Regions from separate parts of the Sus scrofa genome. Here regions 2 and 3 are each linked to region 1. Evidence: chromatin contacts called from public Hi-C and HiChIP or PLAC-seq data. All regions are on one chromosome and are shown on one strand. The core of a region is the stretch at or near the end of the contact, and the rest is flanking DNA. Distances in the headings are between cores, read along the strand shown.

Region 1 (3,447 bases), core at 698-3,197:
AAAAAAACCAGTAGCCACCCCTACTTTTTTCCTTTATGGGCTGCACATGCAGCATATGAAGTTCCCAGGCTAGGGGTGGAATCAGATCTGTAGCTGCTGGCCTACACCACAGCAATGCCAGATCCTTAACCCACTGAGGGAGGCCAGTGATTGAACCCTCATCCTCATGGATACTAGTCAGGTTTGTTACTGCTGAGCCACAACAGGAACTCCAAGCCACCCCTTCCTTTCCTTTCTTTTTTTTTTTTTTGTCTTTTTGTTTTTTTAGGGCCGCACCCACAGCATATGGAGGTTCCCAGGCTAGGGGGTCAAATCAGAGCTGTAGCCACTGGCCTATGCCAGAGCCACAGCAACACGTGATCCGAGCCAAGTTTATGACCTACACCAGAGCTCACTCACGGCAATGCCAGATCCTTGACATGCTAAGCGAGGCCAGGGATCGAACCCGCAACCTCATGGTTCCTAGTCGGATTTGTTAACTACTGTGCCGCAATGGGAACTCCAAGCCATCCCTTTCAATCCGTGCTAAATCTTCAAATTCTGGAGCAGATACCACCTAGCCACGGTCCCATTTCTTCCAAGATTGCCACCCTCCTTGAGACATTCTGAAAGACCCCAGACTCTTTTTGAACAGGGAATCTCTGGCCTCTTCCCACCCACCCATCCCAAAAGATTGGGCTTCGGTCCTTCTTTCATGTTCTTCCCTTTCTCTGTCCCAGGAACTTCCAGCTTCCTCCCAGCTGAGCTCCACCCAGCTCCACGCCCCACCCCCCACATCCCCCTAGGTCTCTGCAGATAGATTCCTGGAACTCCAGCCTCTGCCTCCAACTCCCCCCCCCCGGGGGGGGTAACACACTCTCCCCCCTCCTCAGGATGGCTCCCCTGTATTCCCTCTCTCGCTGGGACAAGCCACCACATCACAGCGTCAGTTTCTCTTCTGCTTGAGGACTGTCTTTCTCAGCTTTGGTGCCCGGCCCCTCCACGCCCAACCTTGCCAGGAGTCTGCTGGTCTCTGTAACCCGGGACCCCTGCCACTCTGGATCCTGCTTCCTAGCTCTCAAACTCTCTCCAGGGTTCTGTAGGCAAAATTCTGCCCCTCCTAGCCCCCAGCCCCCACCCCAGGATCCTCTCTCCCCAAGACTCCCCCCACTCCTCCTCTCAGCCCTGGACCCCTACTCCTGCCCCGCCCCGGAGCATCCACAGCTGCTCTGCCCTGGGACCCTTTGCCTGCATCCTCCAGGATACCCAAGGGCCTCTCTGCCTGCTTTCTCTCCTGGGGGTCCCCTGGGTCTCTTGGTCCTGGCACCCGCCCCCACTCCTTCCTGGCCAGGGCGGCGGCGCGGCCCCTCACCCGCATGAGTCCCAAGTAGAGAGCCCCGGGCCGGAGCTGCAGCAGGTTCCCCAGCAGCGGCAGCGGCGCGGGCCCAGGGGGCAGGTGGCCTCCGGTCCGGATCCCAGGCAGCGCCAGCGCCAGCAGCAGCAGCAGCACCAGCACCAGCAGCAGCGCCCAGGTGCCTGCCGCCTCCATCTCGGCAGGTTGCTGCTTCCGCGGCTCCCAGACGCTCCACGAGGCTGGGCCAGTTGGGGGCGGGTGCCGGGCGGCTCCCTCCACGGCGAAGCGAAATCTGGCGGACGGAGGCGGGGCAGCTAGCCTTTCCTCTGGCCTAAGGGCAGGGTTCTTTCCCTGCCGCCGGATTTCTTTCCCCCAGACTGCCGCCGCCGCCTGGTGTCGGGGACACACGCTCCAGCGGTCGTCTCCCCGGTCACCCAGGTTGGAGGGGGCGGAGACAGCTTTTTGGGCCGCAGGTAGGGCGTGGGCAGAAGGGAGGAACCTGAAGCTGGAGACCTTGGCCGCCTCCAGGAGGCCACACCCAGTGCCTGGCTGTGACCCCTCTCGCTCTCCGCAGCTCCTGCCTCCCTGCTCACTGCTACCAGGGTGTGCGTTCGCGTGTGAGTGCTTGTCGGGTGGGTACGTGCGTGTGGACAGATACATGTAAATCAATGCAACTGGGACACACCCTCACATCATGCACGAAAATAAACTCAGAATGGCTTAAAGACCTAGATATAAGACCAGATACTATAAAACGCTTAGAGGAAAACATAGGCCAAACACTCTCTGATGTAAATGACAGCAACATCTTCTCAGATCCACCTCTTAGAGTCACGACGGTAAAAACAAAAATTAACAGATCGGACTTAATTAAACTTAAAAGTTTCTGCACAGCAAAGGAAACCCTAAACAAAACAAGAAGACAACCCACAGAATGGGAAAAAATATTTGCAAATGAATTGACCAAGGGATTCATCTCTAAAATTTATAAACACCTCCTACTGCTCCATACCAAAAGAACAAACAACCCCCACCAAAAAAAAGGGCAGAAGATCTAAACAGACAATTCTCCAAAGAAGACGTACAGATGGCCAAGAAACACATGAAAAGATGTTCAACATCAGTCATGATTAGAGAAATGCAAATCAAACCTCTTTGAGGTACCACCTTACACCAGCCAGAATGGCCATCATCAAAAAGTCTACAAACAATAAGTGCTGGAGAGGGTGTGGAGAAAAAGGAGCCCTATGACACTGTTGGTGGGAATGTAAATGGCGCAACCACTGTGGAAAACAGTATGGAGATTCCTCAGAAAACTAAAAATAGAACTACCATTTGACCCAGCAATCTCACTCCTGGGCATCTATCCAGAGAAAGCCATGACTTGAAAAGACACATGTACTCCAAGGTTCATTGCAGCACTATTTGCAATAGCCAAGACATGGAAACAACCTAAATGTCCACTGACAGAGGAGTGGATCAAGAAGATGTGGTACATATACACGATGGAATATTAGCCATTAAAAGGAACGAAATACTGGCATTTTTAGCAACATGGATGGACTTAGAAATTATCATGCTAAGTGAAGTCAGTCAGACAATGAGACACCAACATCAAATGCTTTCACTGACATGTGGAATCTGAAAAAAGGACAGAATGAACTTTGCAGAACAGATACTGACTCACAGACTTTGAAAAACTTATGCTTTCCAAAGGAGACAGGTTTGAGGGGGTGGGGGGGATACACTGAGGGTTTGGGATGGAAATGCTATAAAACTGGGTTGTGATGATCATTGTACAACTACAAATGTAATAAATTCATTGAGTAATATTAAAAAAATAAAATAGGGAGTTCCCGTCGTGGCGCAGTGGTTAACGAATCCGACTAGGAATCATGAGGTTGCAGGTTCGGTCCCTGCCCTTGCTCAGTGGGTTAAGGATCCGGCGTTGCCGTGAGCTGTGGTGTAGGTTGCAGACGTGGCTCAGATCCCCAGTTGCTGTGGCTCTGGCGTAGGCCGGGGGCTATAGCTCCAATTCGACCCCTAGCCTGGGAACCTCCATATGCTGCGGGAGCGGCCCAAAGAAATAGCAAAAAGACCAAAAAAATTAAAAA
Region 2 (3,447 bases), core at 259-2,758, 97 kb before region 1:
ACCAAAAAGCATTTTAGGTACTGGTGGGGAGGCATGAAGAGAAAAAGACTGAAAATGCAAAAAAGAGAAACGGGGGAAATGGATTAAGGACCCTGAAGAGGCAGGTGGGACTGTGGACTTTCGCGGAAGGGGAATTAGAATGAAATGGGGGTGCCGTTAGTCTGGATAAGCATTCTGCATAGAAAAAACAGGATGAAGCAAGGGAAGGAAGTGCCTTGAGAAGCAGGGTGGGCAGGTACAATGGGGAGAGTTAGTCCAGGACTAGGGGAGGTTTAAACTAGCCTGAGAGTTAGCCTGGTTAGGAACTGGATTAGCCTGGGACACGGTAAGAGCTGGCCTGTAACTTGGAAGAGGTTAATTTAGGAGGAGGCGAAAGGCTAAAGGAGGCCAGCCCGCGACAAGAGGGGTTAATCTGGACAAAGTGGTGAGGGGGACAGGTAAGGCCAAAGACAGGTGTCCCCTTATAAAGTGTCCCCCTTCGCCTTCATGGGGACTCATTTCCTAGTGACACCGCAGTCCCATGCTCCCGCCGCCAACGCGTGGCCAGGACCTCACCTTCACCGGGTTCCATCGCCGCTGCCGCGGCTGCCACGGCCTCCATCCTGATTTCCTACGACTCGTTAACCGCCGTGATAAGCTCTGTACGCCAATCCCAGTTGCACACTCCCGGAGGCCACTTCCGGCTGAGCACACTCCCGGGGCCCGGGGCCCCGCAGCACCAGGAACCGAAGTTCCGGGATGAGGGCGGACCTTCCTATGCGCATGCGTGCTCGCCCCGCCCTCCCGTCGGGAAGGGAAAGGGCGCCAGGGTCAGATAGGCCCTTCCGGGCAACCTCTGCCCCTAACCTGAACTGCTAGGAAATTGGAATATCAGGAGGGAAACATTGTTCAAACTGCATTGCTGTGACTCGACACCAGCATGCCTAATTTGGGGATGGTTTGAATGACCATTCTCCAGGGCCTGGGCTCATGTTTAGACCCCAAGTCTATTGTCTTATTTCTTCACCACTTCCAAGAATATTTACTAAGCCCTGGCTCTTGATTCTGTCATCAAACCTAATCTCTGGTTAGCATGAGATAGGTAATGAGATCATAGATTGGATTTACCACTTTTATATTCTAGGACCTGGAGAATCCTAGATGTGGAGAGGAGATCTCAGTCCTGATTTGCCCTAGGTTAATGGGTCCGGTGTTACCAGTGACCCTGAGTGGCCAGGGCTCCGGTGGACCCACAGGGCTAAGGGAGCTGCCCACCCTAGCCTGGTAAGCCAGGGAAGGTTCCTTTCTGGGATGAAAGGACACCCAAGCTAGGACCTGAAGGATAAGCAGGAATCAGATAAGAGGGAGATAGACAGGGTCTCAGGTAGGATTGGATAATCCTGGTTGCTGCAAAGACTTCAGTAAAGTCAGGGAATTGGAAGGTTGTTCTAACTTGAGGCCATAGTAAGGCTGCAAGGACTTGAGAACCTTGTAAAAAAATTTTTTTAAGGCCACACCTGCGACATACAGAGGTTCCCCAAGCTAGGGGTCCAACCTGAGCTGTATCTGTGGGTCTATGCCACAGCCACAGCAATGCTAGATCCGAACCGCATCTGCAACCTACAATCACAGCTCACGGCAACGCTGGATCCTTAACCCACTGAGTGAGAGGCCAGGGATCAAACCTGTATCCTCATGGCTACTACTCGGGTTCATTAATTCCTGAGCCACAATGGGAACTCCAGAACCTTGTAAATCTTTTTTTTTTTTTTTTTGTCTCTTCCTTTGCTATTTTTTGGGCCGCTCCTGTGGCATATGGAGGTTCCCAGGCTAGGGGTCTAATTGGAGCTGTAGCCACTGGCCTACGCCAGAGCCACAGCAACGCAGGATCCGAGCCGCGTCTGCAACCTACACCACAGCTCACGGCAACGCCAGATCGTTAACCCACTGAGCAAGGGCAGGGACCGAACCCGCAACCTCATGGTTCCTAGTCGGATTCGTTAACCACTGCACCACGACGGGAACTCCTGTAAATCTTTATGTAAGACTCTATGTATTTCCAAGGCATTTATGATTTTAAAAGGATTGGCCACTCCCCTATAACCTCAATTTCCAAGGCATTTATTCTAAAAGGGATTGGCAAGAGATAAAGGCAGTGAGGTCAACAGGGGCCAGGCATGTGGGGCCTTGAAGCTGTATTTAGTTTGAGCTCCTTTATCCTGTGCGGAGCAGGTAGGGGGTTATCAGGGCAAAGGCACTGGAGGTTGATAGAGATCTGTGAGGAAGCTGATACAGTAATCCAGACACTGGCCAAAAGCAGAGTAACTTCGCTTTTATATTCCCCGGGATGAGGGATCTGGAGCCATCTGGGATACACCAGGACTGACTACATTTAGACATGTTGCCAGGCCGCCAGCAGAGGGCACTGTTGCCCAACCCATGGATCTGTAGAGCCAGGGACTTCCCAGAATAGAAGACTTGAGGCCTTCCCTGAGCAGGGAGGCCACTCCAGCCACTTAGCCCAACTGGCCACCAACCTTGGCTCCATCTCAGGTTCAGATGCCTCACATCTGATCTCAAAACTAGTCAACTTTCTTCCCCTTATTTTGTAAGCTGTGTCCCCTTCACAAAGCTCTGAGACAGTTCCTATCAGGGAACAGATGGGGCTAAACTGGACACTCCTATGCCCCAGCACTGTCCGTCACAAGGGGCCAGGAGCACAGCATGTCCATAGGAGATGAAGAAATGACTCAAGTTGCTGAGGAAGGATAGGTTGTGGGGATGCAATCAGTCTTTTATCCCAGCTCACTTCTATTGTAGTAACATGTTTCCTTCTTCAGGAAGCCCTCACTCTCACCATACCACACCCCATTTTTGCCTTTGGATTGGGAGCCCCATCAGGGCAGGGTCCAGGATGGCCTTGGTCATGCTGTGTCCTCAGCACTGTCCACAGTAAGTGAGGAACAGAGCAAGTACCTAACATTTAATGGCTAAAGAAGTTCTTGGAATCCGCACCAGCCTGAATCCAGGGAGCACAAGCAGAAAGCATCCTAAGCCCAGCACCTAGGCCAGGCCTAATGTGGATGGGCAGTCACGCCCTTCACACCAGAGGGATGACCCTTAGTCCAGCCCCACTTTCTAAGTATTGGTCCTACCTCGCTCTCTGCCTAGGGACCTGTTCCATCCTTTTGTCTCACAAATTCCAGCAAGGATGGACTGGAAAGGCCAGACACCAGAGAACCATTTTTAAATGAATTAGTGGATTTTAAACTGAGGGCCCCAGGTTTAAGGGGGCACCCCCAGCACCAAAAATGGGGCCAGGCACACAAATCCTACAGTAAGTGTTTAATGAATGAGTAAATAATGTCCCCTTGAAAAGGTCCCCACCCCAATTAAAGGCCAACTGCAGTAACACTTCAGGGTTGAAACCCTGCTTCCTTCCTGCTAGGAGGTGCCATGTCATTTATT
Region 3 (3,447 bases), core at 581-3,080, 79 kb before region 1:
CTTATCCATGATGGCGTTGGTACCCAGGATGTTGTACTTCTTGGAGGGGTTGGAGGCTGCATGTTTGATGGCCCATGTGGTCTTACCAGCAGCAGGCAGGCCCACCATCATCAGAATCTGTCGGAAGACCAGGAGGGATGCTGTGAAGCAGAGAGAGTTTGACACTGCAGCCTGGGAGCACCCCGACTTGCTGGTGACCATGAGGGAGGCGTTAAACCTCAGTTTCCTCTGGTAAATGGAGGCAGTAACAGCATGTACCTCACAGGGCTGCTATGGGAATTCAAAGAGATGAAGGTTATCAGACTCTCAGCAGAGGGCCTGGCATGAGGCGAGCACAAAATCAAGTGCTGTTATCCTGAGTATTCACGGTATTGCTCAGGGAGGATTCGGCGGCCTCTGAACGCCCACAGAAAAGACACACAGAGTGGTACAGCCTTCCTGGAGTCTCAGATGCAGACAGACCATGTGCACCAGAACAAGCACTGTATCTAATTAGTATGTTCAGAATCTGGCAAACACTAGTTGCAACCCAACTGCTCAGCAAGAGGAAAATAGTCAGGTTCGATCCCCAGCCCAGCACAGTGGGTTTAGGATTGGGTGTTGCCGCAGCTGTGGCTTAGGTCACAGCCGTGGCTTGGATCTGATTCCTGGCCGGGAACTCCATGTGCCACAGGGCAGCCCAAAAAGAAATAAAAATTTAAAAAAGAGATGTTCATGTGTTGGGATAAAGCTCACAAAATAACATTAAGTGAAAGGGCAGGGTATCAAAATACTTCTTCTTTTTTTTTTTGTCTTTTTGCCATTTCTTGGGCCGCTCCTGCGGCATATGGAGGTTCCCAGGCTAGGGGTTGAATCGCAGCTATAGCCGCTGGCCTACACCAGAGCCACAGCAGTGCAGGATCCGAGCCACATCTGTGACCTACACCACAGCTCATGGCACCGCCGGATTGTTATCCCACTGAGCAAGGGCAGGGATCGATCCTGCAACCATATGGTTCCCAGTCAGCTTCGTTAACCACTGCGCCACCATGGGAACTCCAGGGTATCAAAATGCTTATACCATTAAGATCTCAATCATAAATGTGTGTAACAGGCACCTAGCACGGAAATAAAAAGAAAAAAGGATAAACTCTAAAACTTTAAAGGAAATTTATCTGTGTGGGTAGAATTACGGGAGAAACTTATTTTCTTTATATTTCTAAGATTTGTAGGCTAAACACAAAATTACTTATACACCAGAAGAAACATTTGAGAACAAAGACCACCAGCACAAGCTTCTGCAGCCATTTTGGTTTGCAGATGGCTTTGGCGGGGAGTGTGGAGCTGTATACCTCCTCCAGGAACTCGCTCACCAGAAGTGCCTTTCCACTATTGCCACTGAAAGGAAAGCCCCTCTTTCCAAGACTCGGACCTTACCCAAGGAGCAGTGTGGCAACTTCCTTCTGGAATCTTTCTGAGATTTAGGTCTCTTACCTTAAGAAACCCCTCTTTGGCCTAAGCTACATACCCACGACCCTCACTTCACTCTCACAGAAGCTCTCGACTCTGAGGCAGCAACAAGGAGCTGGGAAGAAGAGGCCCCCTGAACCCAGGGTTACCCACACAGCCGGGCTGTGCCACTTTCATCACATGTGGCTGCTGAGTGTCTCCCCCTCTGTCTTGGCAGCAACACGGCTCCGGAAAGGCGGCCACCAGTTCAGGCTCCCAGGCCCACTCACCTCACACTCTGCCTTGCTCTTTGGTCCAACGGTGCCCCTGATTCGCTCGCTCAGGGGAAGGTGCTGGATGAAAGTGAAGCCTGGGAGAACAGAACAGTAGGGTTCCGCCCTCTGCCCGAAGTTGAACTCTACTGCGCAATTCTTGACCAGGACATGAGGGTAGAGGGCCTGGCCCCCTAAAGCTTCCTTCTGGATTCGGAAGGCAATGCCCATCCACTTTCCATTTTTGGTGAAGGAAAGTTCCACGTCATTTCCACATTCAAAGTCCTAGGGAAAAAAGCCAAAGGAAGAGAATATGAATGCTCAGTTTAAGGCACTGGGAGCCACAGGTCAGAGAGCAGATGCAGGGAGTGGAAACAGAGCTGGCGCCCCATATTCAAATGCATCCCTCAACATACAGATACACCTGGTCAGGCAGCACCAGGAACAGCTCAGAAAACATGCAGCCCAAAGCCCCAAAGCTGGTGGACATGAATTGTGTACTCTTATGAAGCTCCAAGTATTTGAGTCTTGTGCCTGAGATGGAGAGGAAGCAAAAAGCGGTCCTTCCCGTCTTCAACCCTAGCAAGATAACAGATGGAAAGCAAGCCACAGCAGGGCCTTTCAAGTCAAGCCCAGCTCTACAAATGCATTCATTTATTTGCTCAACATGTGTTCCATGAGTTCCTACTCTTCCTGACGCGTATGTCTACAGTGATCTGGGCCTGACAGAGCTCAGGGCCCAGTGGGTAATCAAATAAGGACACTATCCTAATTCGGTAAGAGCACCTACACAGGAGCAAGATTCTTTGAAGAGGAACCCATAAACCAAGTCTGGGGTAGGAGGAAAGAGTCAGTCCTAAAGAGAATTATCCTCTGTATACAAACCTAGCAGTGAGGGAACACAGGGTCAGCCTGGCCGAGGCATATGGAACCAAGGGCTGGGGCCAGGGGATTAATTTCAGGTATGGTTGGAGAGCCTGGCAGAGATGATATTCATTAATTCAACAATTTACTGAGTCCTTACTGAGCAGCTCAAGTTTACTGGTGAAGATCCTGTTTTGGAAGGGGGACTGCTTCAGCTCTCATTTACTGCATCTTCAGTTTCCTTATCAAAAAAGTGGGGCTGGAGTTCCCGTCGTGGCTCAGCAGTTAACGAACCCAGCCAGTATCCATGAGGACACGGGTTTGATCCCTGGCCTCGCTCAGTGGGTTAAGGATCTGGTATTGCCGTGAGCTGTGGTGTAGGTTGCAGACATGGCTCTGATTCCGTGTTGCTATGGCTGTGGTGTAGGCCAGCAGCTATAGCTCCATTCAACCCCTAGCCTGGGAACCTCCAAGTGCCGTGGGTGCAGCCCTGAAAAAAGGCAAAAAACAAAAAACAACAAAAAAGAGGGGCCATGATAAGATTCTATACTGTTTATATAGAGTTATTCTGAGGATTAACCAGGTAACTGATCACAGGGAGTGCACAATGGTGCTCTCACTCCGAGATGCCACGCACTGTGCTGGGCTGAAATGGTGGGGAGCAGACATGGTCCCTTGTCCTCAGTGAATGAGGGGCGCTCTGTCACCTCAAGTTTGGATTCATGCTGATGGCAGAAGAGCAGAGCCCCTAACTTATAGGGGAATGGTCTGGTTAGAACAGTGTTATAGGGAGTTCTTGCTATGGCACAGTGGGTTAATGAGCTGGCTTGTCTCAGTGGAGGCGCTGGTTCATCCCCAGCCCAGTGTAGTGGGTTAGGATCCT

Evidence for each region. A called contact is a pair of places that touch in the nucleus more often than the background predicts. HiChIP or PLAC-seq counts read pairs in DNA pulled down with a chosen protein or histone mark.
Region 2: a contact with region 1 is called in a Hi-C map of retroperitoneal adipose tissue, with 2.0 times the contacts expected there. The contact joins the promoter of CCDC97 here to the promoter of LOC106510546 in region 1. A contact is called at or near these places in 2 of 5 promoter capture datasets (fetal liver and liver), 33 of 47 Hi-C or Micro-C datasets (adipose tissue, alveolar macrophages, blood and 17 more) and 2 of 2 datasets of contacts at active chromatin or transcription factors (alveolar macrophages and skeletal muscle).
Region 3: a contact with region 1 is called in an H3K27ac HiChIP or PLAC-seq map of alveolar macrophages. The contact joins the enhancer-like site here to the promoter of LOC106510546 in region 1. A contact is called at or near these places in 1 of 47 Hi-C or Micro-C datasets (liver) and 1 of 2 datasets of contacts at active chromatin or transcription factors (alveolar macrophages).

The regions. Positions count from the first base shown.
Region 1 is chr6:49,219,861-49,223,307 of Sscrofa11.1, reverse strand. It overlaps LOC106510546 (cytochrome P450 2S1), which reads right to left and starts at 1,947. Exons shown (of 9, transcript XM_021094414.1): 1 at 1,352-1,947. The coding sequence starts at 1,528.
Region 2 is chr6:49,315,938-49,319,384 of Sscrofa11.1, reverse strand. CCDC97 (coiled-coil domain-containing protein 97) reads right to left here and starts at 1,508. Exons shown (of 5, transcript XM_021094417.1): 1 at 556-1,508. The coding sequence starts at 601. HNRNPUL1 (heterogeneous nuclear ribonucleoprotein U-like protein 1) reads right to left here. Exons shown (of 17, transcript XM_021094416.1): 17 at 3,418-3,447.
Region 3 is chr6:49,298,829-49,302,275 of Sscrofa11.1, reverse strand. It overlaps HNRNPUL1 (heterogeneous nuclear ribonucleoprotein U-like protein 1), which reads right to left. Exons shown (of 17, transcript XM_021094416.1): 8 at 1,719-1,985; 9 at 1-117. Among named protein-coding and RNA genes, the nearest start is that of CCDC97, 17 kb to the left of the region's middle. Within about 2 kb of position 1,830, at least 1 of the 83 cell types and tissues checked has an H3K27ac peak or open chromatin away from gene starts, as enhancers often do. A contact at or near this core is called in alveolar macrophages, where this site is marked.